2 separate regions of the Mus musculus genome follow, and region 1 is linked to region 2. The links are chromatin contacts, called in public HiChIP or PLAC-seq maps. All regions are on one chromosome and are shown on one strand. The core of a region is the stretch at or near the end of the contact, and the rest is flanking DNA. Distances in the headings are between cores, read along the strand shown. Region 1 has its middle 3.8 kb from the start of Gpatch3. Region 2 has its middle 26 kb from the start of Gm12974.

What was found. HiChIP or PLAC-seq counts read pairs in DNA pulled down with a chosen protein or histone mark.
Region 1: an H3K4me3 HiChIP or PLAC-seq map of embryonic stem cells shows a contact between it and region 2, with 27 read pairs. The contact joins two enhancer-like sites. A contact is called at or near these places in 18 of 39 promoter capture datasets (3T3-L1-derived adipocytes, the HPC-7 cell line, HPC-7-derived erythroid cells and 10 more), 2 of 15 datasets of contacts at CTCF or cohesin (the NIH/3T3 cell line and large pre-B cells), 3 of 484 Hi-C or Micro-C datasets (B cells, the HL-1 cell line and bone marrow-derived macrophages), 19 of 115 datasets of contacts at active chromatin or transcription factors (the 230-238 cell line, the HPC-7 cell line, T-cell acute lymphoblastic leukemia and 13 more) and 4 of 9 other capture datasets (adipose tissue, liver, macrophages and 1 more).

What each region holds. Positions count from the first base shown.
Region 1 is chr4:133,568,771-133,573,210 of GRCm38.p6, forward strand. No RefSeq gene overlaps it. Among named protein-coding and RNA genes, the nearest start is that of Gpatch3, 3.8 kb to the right of the region's middle. Within about 2 kb of position 1,666, at least 55 of the 459 cell types and tissues checked have an H3K27ac peak or open chromatin away from gene starts, as enhancers often do. A contact at or near this core is called in embryonic stem cells and pancreatic cancer cells, where this site is marked.
Region 2 is chr4:133,839,636-133,844,757 of GRCm38.p6, forward strand. No RefSeq gene overlaps it. Among named protein-coding and RNA genes, the nearest start is that of Gm12974, 26 kb to the left of the region's middle. Within about 2 kb of position 1,651, at least 180 of the 459 cell types and tissues checked have an H3K27ac peak or open chromatin away from gene starts, as enhancers often do. A contact at or near this core is called in embryonic stem cells and pancreatic cancer cells, where this site is marked.

The DNA.
Region 1 (4,440 bases), core at 416-2,915, 270 kb before region 2:
ATGGACAATCATTATAGTTCTTTTTTTCCTTTTTTTCTTTTTTAGGTTGGCCCTGATAGTACACAACTGATTTTTTGTTTTTGTTTTTGTTTTGTTTTGTTTTCGACACAGGGTTTCTCTGTGTAGCCCTGGCTGTCCTGGAACTCACTTTGTAGACCAGGCTGGCCTCAAACTCAGAAATCTGCCTGCCTCTGCCTCCTGAGTGCTGAGACTAAAGGCGTGCACCACCATGCCCTGCAGTATATATACAACTGTTAACCCCAGCATTTAGGAAGCTGAGGCAGGAGGATTGCTAGGAGTTCCTAGCAGCCTGGACATAGCAAGACTTTGTCTTAAGAGAATTTTTTTCAGTTGGTTATCGTGATAGTCAGCTTTAATTCCAGCACTGAGAGGCAGATCTCTGAGTTCAAGGCCACCCTGATTACAGAGTGAGTTCTAGGACAGCCAGGGTTAAACAAAGAAACCATGTCTCAAAAACCAAAAATAAACAAATAAGTAAAAATAATTTTAAAAACTCTTTAAAAAGTATATCTATTAGATATAAAAAATAACAGTATAATGCCCCTCGCTACTGTGGCACCGGTCATTACCTCCATCAGCCTTGAGGGCTCTTTCTCAATTCATCATTGCCCCAAAGCTAATGACTACCCTGAATTTCAGTTAATAATTTCTTTGAGTTTTGCTTTCTTTCTGTCATTCACCTTATCGGCCCCACCCCCTGTTTGAGACAAGTCCATGCTCTGTAGCTCAGCCTGGCCTTGAACTTGTAGTTAAACTTCCTACCTCCCTCTCCCAGGTGCCAAGATCACTTGCATGACCTGAGTCTTTTTTCCGATTTACAGAATATTTACTTATGCATCCCTAAATTTTGTTTTCAGTTTGCAAGTTCAAACTTTATATAAATGAAACAGTTCTTGTTTCTTTCTTTTTTTAAAATTTTTTAAGTAGATATTTTCATTTACATTTCAAATGCTATCCCAAAAGTCCCCTATACCCTCCCCTGCCCTGCTCCCCCACCCACTCACTCCCACTTCTTGGCCCTGGAACAATTCTGGTTTCTGACCTCCTAACCTGAGGTTATTTGTACAAAATGCAAATGTTTTACAAAACCTCGTGAACTCATCAGCTATGGGTACTGGTGTACGCCGGTGAGTTAAGAAAACAACAAATCTGGGGAGGGGGTGTTACGGGTTATTAAAAAGGGAGGAGCTACTGCAATTACAAGGGCTCTGAGACCGCCGCAGTGAGGAGGGCTCTGACCTGGAAACATCTCCAAGGTCTTAAGGGCAAAACCAGGTTTTCTTTCACAGGAGAGAGAGAACAGTTCAGGGAAAGCCCCGGGAGAGGAAGTGGGGAGAGCAGCGGGAGCATGGTGGCTGATGGGTAAGGAGATGGGAAATATTTGGCTCTGAATCCAGCCCATTCTCACGAGGGGCTTCGGAGGAAGAGGAGGGAAGAGCTGGCTCAAGGTCTGAGACTCAGAGGAAGGAGACGGAAGCTCATTCAAAGCTTGGTGGGCGGGGACAAGTAAGAAGGTCAACTAAGCGTCTATGAGGCAAAGGACTGGAATTTGGAATCTGTCTGGTTTCATCACGGGTAAACACGGTGCACGTGTCTCTTACAGGCCAGTGAATAGAACTGATTCTTGGCAGTGAACTCTGTTCTGGAACACAGAATAGTCTGGGTCCTCACCCTTCCGTGCTGTGCTGGGTCACAGGGCTGTGGTCAAGCTCTGCAGTGTCAAAACATCTCAGGACTTCCTTCCTTCCTTCCTTCCTTCCTTCCTTCCTTCCTTCCTTCCTTCCTTCCTTCCTTCCTTCCTTCCCTCCTTCCCTCCCTCCCTCCCTTCTTCCTTTTTTGTTTTTTTGTTTTTTAAGACAGGGTTTCTCTGTGGAGCCCTGACTGCCCTGTAACACACTTTGTAGATCAGGCTGGCTTAGAACTCAGAAATCAGCCTGCCTCTGCCTCCCGAGTGCTGGGATTAAAGGCTTGCGCCACCACGGCCAGGCTTCTTTCTGCTTTCTTATCTTTAATTTTTTATGCATGTGGATGTTTTGCCTTCACATATATCTATGCACCAGGTGTGTGTCTGGTGCCTGTGGAGACCAGAAAGCGCCATTTGCATCTCCTAGAACTGCAGTTGCAGACAGTTATCAGCTGCCTTCTAGATGCTAGGTAGCAAACCTAGGTCTTTTGCAAGAGCCATCTCTGCAGGCGCGAACCCCTTATGCTTTCATGGTTTTTTTGTTTTTGGTGAACCAATGAGTTTCTATTCAGGCCTCTTACAAGAACATGGGTAAGGGGTGCTTACGGGAGTATTGACACTTTACCAGTGGCTACACTACTGTAGAAAATGTCTTTTTCTCCTTTAGTGTGATTTTTCTAAGGGAAACGAAAACAATTGTCTACTTATCCTAGCCAGGGAACCAATGACAGACCAAAGTATTCATAAAACTAACCAGCACCAATTCACCCAAAGTGATGAGCCAATGAGTGTGTTGGGGTTACAGATAGGAGCATGGATGACTCCAAATCAGTCAGCTTCATTATTGAAAAGTCACACACACAAAAAAAGAAAGAAAGAAAGAAAGAAAGAAAGAAAGAAAGAAAGAAAGAAAGAAAGGAAGGAAGGAAGGAAGAAAAGAAAAGAAAAGAAAAGAAAAGAAAAGAAAAGAAAAGAAAAGAAAAGAAAAGAAAAGAAAAGAAAAGTCACCCCAGCATGACTTACAAAAGCTGCATCCCTGGAGTTCATTGCTGAACTTGAAGGCAGCTGGACAGGTTAGAAAGTCTCTTCTCTCCAGCAGTCCTTATTGCTCATATATACTTGAGGAGGGGACTTTGTGAATCTTGTATGTTTTAGGAACTGAGACTTGTGAGTTGTTTACTTTTCTAAATTCTACCCTAATTTTTATTTTGTATGTTTTGTTTTGCTTGCAAGTTGTTTTTTTTTTTTTTAAGATTTATATATTAACATTGTAGCAGCTAGGCAGTGGTGGCCCACGCCTTTAATCCCAGCACTTGGGAGGCAGAGGCAGGTGGATTTCTGAGTTCGAGGCCAGCCTGGTCTACAGACAGAGTGAGTTCCAGGACAGCCAGGGCTATACACAGAAACCCTGTCTCGAATAAAATTATATATATATATATATATATATATATATATATATATATATATATATATAAAATTAAAAAAACCCATTGTAGCTGACTTCAGGCACACCAGAAGAGGGCATCAGATCTCATTACAGATGGTTGTGAGCCACCATGTGGTTGCTGGGATGTGAACTCAGGACCTTGGGAAGAGCAGTTAGTGCTCTTACCCACTGAGCCATCTTGCCAGCCCTTGCTTGCAAGTTTATCAGTAGATCATGTGCATACCTGGCGCCCTCAAGAGGACAGAAGATCCCTTGAAACTGGAGTCACAGGTAGTTGTGAACTGCCCTGTGGGTGCTAGGAATTGAATCTGTGTCCTCTGGCTCTTAACTGCTGAGTTATTTCTCCAGCCTCCATTGTTTACTTGGAGAGTCATAAGGATTATCCACCCAGGATAGAATGTTTCAAAGTGCCCGCCACCAGCCTCTCCTTCTCTCCCTATGCCCCGACAGCAGCTGTCAAAAATGGCGGCTCCTGCCAGGCGTGGTGGCGCACGCCTTTAATCCCAGCACTCGGGAGGCAGAAGCAGCAGATTTCTGAGTTCGAGGCCAGCCTGGTCTACAAAGTGAGTTCCAGGACAGCCAGCGCTATTCAAAGAAACCCTGTCTCGAAAAACCAAAACCAAAACCCAAACAAACACGACATCTCACCCTGCAACTATCACAGGAGCATTTTCTTTCCCACCTCAGCAGGAGCTGTCCACGGTGGCCACAACTCCACTCCAGCCTCCTCAGAGATGGCGCCTCAGCCAAAGCCAGCTGTGGCTGGGAAGGACTTCCCACCTTAATCCATGGACCCGATGCAGGGAAAAGGGGTGAGAAAAGCCACCAATCTCTGAGCGCCCCAAGCTCAGGACTTAAAATTCCACCAATCCTACATCTGGAAATCTCTGCCCTGCTAAAGCACCTCCACTAAGCAAGCCCATATAAGCTCTGCCCTTTGTCCAGTCCTCGCCCAGGAGCAGAGGGCAGCCATTTCTGGATTCAGCCCTCCACATGCTGGACCCTCCAATACATCTCTTTCATGAGATTTGGTGCCTGGTGTGACTCTCTCGTCGCAAGAAGCCATGAAGACAAAAAGTAAAGATGTGGACTGGGGCTGAGGCTCCTGAGCGCCTGAGTTCAGTTGGGGATCCCCTTCCCTCGGAGCTGCAATGCTTCTGCTGAGGAAGAGACTTCCTCTCAGAGCCGTAAGGTCCCTGGGCTCCCATGCCCCAGGATGCCCTTCCACTGGGTACCATTCCCCTTGAGTTCTAGGATTACCCTTTCATCTGAGCAGAAACACCTACAC
Region 2 (5,122 bases), core at 401-2,900:
TTTCTGATTGATTAGGCTGAGTCATCATTTAGGGAGGGAATCCTTTGTCCCAGTCGGCTGGAAAACCTGGACACTGCGCCCCCTGGAGGTAACACATCAGCACAGCCCAAATTCCTGGCAGAGCATTGCTCTGAGGTGAGCAACTGATAGCAGGTTTCCTTTAGAACTCTGTGATCTTTTTTTTTTTTTTTTTTTTTTTTGGTTTTTCGAGACAGGGTTTCTCTGTGTAGCCCTGGCTGTCCTGGCACTCACTTTGTAGACCAAGCTGTCCTCGAACTCAAAAATCCGCCTGCCTCTGCCTCCCGAGTGCGCCACCACGCCCGGCTAGAACTCTGTGATCTTACCTGGGCACGATGACACATGCCTGTGATTCCAGTACTCAGGAGAAGGAGGCAAGAGAATTGTGAGTTCGAGGCCAGGCTGACCTACATAACAGATCCAAGGTCAGCATGGGCTATGGTAGTATATTTCAGACCTGAAAATGGAAGAAAACTCATCAGGCATAGATGTCCTGTGATGTGATGACCTTGCAGAGGTAGGTGGATCTCTGTGAGTTCAAGGCAAGCCTGATCTACAAGGAAATTATAATCTGGCTGGCCTCAAAGTCATGGAGATCCCCCTGCCTCTGTCTCCTGGGTGCTGGGATTCAAGTTGTATGCCATGGCTCCTGGCAGACATTCTTCTTTGTTTGGTAATTTGTTTGTGTTGTTTAGAAACAGGATCTCAAATTACCTAGCCAAGGACAGCCTGGAACTCCTGACCCTCCTGCCTCTACCTCCCAAATTAGGATGATAACCCATAGCCTGGGTTAGGAAGTCTCTGTGCTGTGTTCCCGTTTCTTCTGCTCATGGTCACTACCAGAGCCTTGACCCAACTCTCATTCAACTATTTCCCCAGTGGGGATTGAACCTAGGTCCTTACCTATGCTAAGCAAGTACCATACCCCTAAGCTATGTCCTCAGGCCTATCTTTGCTTTTTAGTTTAAGATAGTCACAGTAAATTGCTCTAGATAACATTGAATTTGGATCCTCCTGTCTCAGCCTCCCAGGAAGCTGGAATTCCAGTCCTGACCCACAGAGGACGCTCTGCAGCTACCTGTAAGATCTGAGGTTTAGAGGCCAGAAGACTGCGTAAGAACCCCAACTCTCCGGGCGTGGTGGCGGATGCCTTTAATCCCAGCACTCGGGAGGCAGAGGCAGGTGGATTTCTGACTTCGAGGCCAACCTGGTCTACAAAGTGAGTTCCAGGGCAGCCAGGGCTATACAGAGAAACCCTGTCTCAAAAAAACAAACAAAAACAAAACAAAACAAAACAAAACAAAACAAAACACAACCCCCACTCAAGTTTTACAGTTAGTCTCTACTTGAATGCCCCTCCCTCAGAAGCCCCTGCAGAGGCCCTGTAGTTAATGCTCCATAGCAACAGTCAGAGTGACTGGACCCAGCTAAATCCAGCCCCAGGGAGCGTTTCCTGCCAGGGGAGAGTGGCCACAGGCCCTTCCCAGATACAAGTTTCAGGCTCAGGTCAGACCCGTGTGTAATCTGCCTCTTGATTTCTCAACTCCGCCCACAGCCTCGGGGGCAGGTGTGGAGCCACAGCAGAGAAGCGGCAGAGGAAGTGACTTATAAAAAGCAGTCTCAGGTTGAGTCACACAGAGGAGCTAGAGCTCGGAGAGCGGTTTGGGGGCAGGAAGGGGGGAGCGAAGGCCTTGTGAAAGACTTTACCGAGGCCCCCTCCTCTCCAGGTTTTACAAATGGCTTTAGTTTTGTTTCCCCAAAAAGAGAATGAGGAGAGGTCCTGACCTAGGAGGCTGGAGCCTGTGATCTGGGAGGGAGGGAGGGGCCCGTGGCTATGTGTTAGCCTGAGCTACTTCTCTGCCATCTTTGTGTCACCTGTATAAAACTCAAACCAAACCCCCAAAACAACAACAGCACCACAAACCAAGGGCCACTCTGAATTCATGTTTAAAGATACGAACTCTCAGAGAGTTGGTGGCTTTTCAAGACAGGGTTTCTTTGTGTAACACAACACTGGCTGTCCTGGATTAGCTTTTTAGACCCTGTGGCCTGGAACTCACAGAGATCTGCTTGCCTCTGCCTCCCCAGCACGCCTGCTCCTCCCACCCCACACCCTCCCACCCCCACATTTCCTACTCCTTTCACCCCACCCCACCCCCACCCCACCATTGCCCACCCCCGGCAGTGGCATACACCCTTAATCTCAGTACTTGGAAGTTACAGGCAGATGGATCTCAGAGTTCAAGGCCAGAGAGAGTTCCAGGATAGTCAGAACTCAGAACTATATAGTGAAACCCTGTCTGGAAAAACAAAACAAAACAAACAAGAAAAGTGTCGGTAGACGGCAAGGCAAAGAGGTTGAGTATTTACCAAGGTCTGCTGACCGGTACCCGGAGCTGAACATTAAACCACGACTGCCCATCTTTCTTTCTTTCTTCTTCTTTTTTTTTTTTTTTTAGATTTATTTATTATTATACATAAGTACACTGTAGCTGTCTTCAGACACACCAGAAGAGGGCATCAGATCTCATTACAGGTGGTTGTGAGCCACCATTTGGTTGCTGGGATTTGAACTCAGGAGCAGTCAGTGCTCTTATCTGCTGAGCCATTTCACCATCCCCTGCCCATATTTCTTTCTTTCTTTTGTTTTTCTTTTTTTGTGTGTGTGTGTGTGTGTGTGTGTGTGTGTGTGTGCTCTTAACCGCTGAGCCATCTCACCAGCCCCACTTTTTTTTTTTTTTTTTTTTTTTTTTTTGAGACAGGGTTTCTCTGTATAGCTCTGGCTGTCCTGGAACTCACTTTGTAGACCAGGCTGTCCTGGAACTCAGAAATCTGCCTGCCTCTGCCTCCCGAGTGCTGGGATTAAAGGTGTGCGCCACCACGCCCTGCCTCTTTTGGGTTTTTTTTTTTTTCTTTCTTTGTTTGCTTGTTTGTTTTTCGAGACAGGGTTTCTCTGTGTAGCCCTGGCTGTCCTGGAACTCACTCTGTAGACCAGGCTGGCCTCAAACTCAGAAATCCGTCTGTGTCTGCCTCCCGAGTGCTGGGATTAAAGGCATACGCCACCACTGCCCGGCTTTCTCTGGCTTTTTGAACATGCACAGACATATAGACACACACACACACACACACACACACACGAGAGAGAGAGAGAGAGAGAGAGAGAGAGAGAAAGAGAGAGAGAGACAGAGAGACAGAGAGACAGAGAGACAGAGACAGAGAGACAGAGAAAGAGAAGGAGGGAGGGAGGGAGGGAGGGAAGGAGAGACTAAGATAATAAAGTATACTTCCGTTTGGCATTTGAGGCCATGAAAAACCACAAATCCCGCTGACTTGGTGTCTGGGCTGTGTCCACCCACTGTTGCCCCACTGTTGCCTTCCCAGGTGCACCGGGCAGGAGGGGAACAGAAAGGAGCACTGCGGGTGTGTGTGTGTGTGTGTGTGTGTGTGTGTGTGTGTGTGTGTGTGTGTGTGTGTATGTGTTCCTGGGCTGAGTCCTCCCACTCACCTCTCCAGAGTCCTCCCACAGTTTAGTTCCACCCCTTTGCCCATGGCTGTGGCCGCTTCCATCCCTGAAGGTGCAGCACCCAATGAGGCCTCTCTCTTTGTTGAGTCATTTCCCCCCCACCTCCCCAGAGTTCATGGGGAACCCCTCTCTCTGTTTCTAGAAATAAAGTATTGCTATTCTGACTCTCTCAGCTCAGGGTGGAGGAACTTTCCGTGGGTGTGGGGGACTACCCCGAGGTGCGGTGGATTCTCCACTGCTGGTGATTTTTAATGGAGGGCTGGGTGCCCAGCTGAAGGGCTTTCCTGTAGGAGACAGGGGTTGGGTGTAGGCCTTTGAGGCTCTTTAACTGTAAGGTTTTATGAGTCATTATGAGTTGAAATTTAGCCTTTACATGAGGGTCAGATACAGGACATATATAGGCATAAGATAGACTCAAACGCAGCCTGCCTGGCGCATAGGAGCCTGAGACAGGAGTGGGGGTGGGTTGAAGGGAGGAGCTCAAGGCGATGGAGGTTTACCTGGGCAATAGGAAATAGGAGACCAAAAGGAGACAGGCCTGCTGAGATGGTTCATCGAGTAAAGACAATGCCACCCAGCCTAAGGACCTGAGGTTGATCCCCAGCTAGAAGAGAGCCAACTTCAGTACTATGTTCTCTGACCTCTGCCTACATGCTCTGTCACGTGTGCCCACACACATGAACATCATACACAACAAATAAGTTTTTTTTGTTGTTGTTTTTTTGTTTTTTCGAGACAGGATTTCTCTGTGTAGTCCTGGCTGGCCTGGAACTCACTCTGTAGACCAGGCTGGCCTCGAACTCAGAAATCCGCCTGCCTCTGCCTCCCGAGTGCTGGGATTAAAGGCGTGTGCCACTACGCCCGGCACTTTAAAAAAAAAATTTATTGGGGCTGGTGAGATGGCTCAGTGGGTAAGAGCACCCGACTGCTCTTCCGAAGGTCTGGAGTTCAAATCCCAGCAACCACATAATTTATTTATTACATGTAAGTACACTGTACCTGTCTTCAGACACTCTAGAAGAGGGAGTCAGATCTCGTTACGGATGGTTGGGAGCCACCATGTGGTTGCTGGGATTTGAACTTTGGAAGAGCAGTTGGTGCTCTTAACCGCTGAGCCATCTCACCAGCCCCACTTTTTTTTTTTTTTTTTTTTTTTTTTTTAAGTGGTCTAGCCACTTCCTTGCTTGGACACTTGTGGGTACATTCGTCTTCAATTTCCTTCCTGTGAAACCAAAAATGCCTACCTCATGAGACTACACGGGCCTCAGATGTGCTATGTCGCCGAGGCTGACCTCCAACCTCTGATCCTCAACAAAAAGGCCAAGCCACAGATGACCTGTCATTCCAGAGTTGAGAGGAGGGTTTAAATTCATGGGCTGAAGTCCCGAATGTTTGACTACTTAACGTGGGCAGGGAGTCAGACCTGCCTCTGACAAGGACTATCTTTGAGGTAATCCTAGACAGCAGGATACACAAATGGGCAGAGAGCCAGAAACGCTAAGGATGCTCGCACGGGGCAGGAGATGGCTCAGCAGTTAAGAGCTTGTCCTGCTCATCCCGAAGGCCTGAATTTGGCTTCAA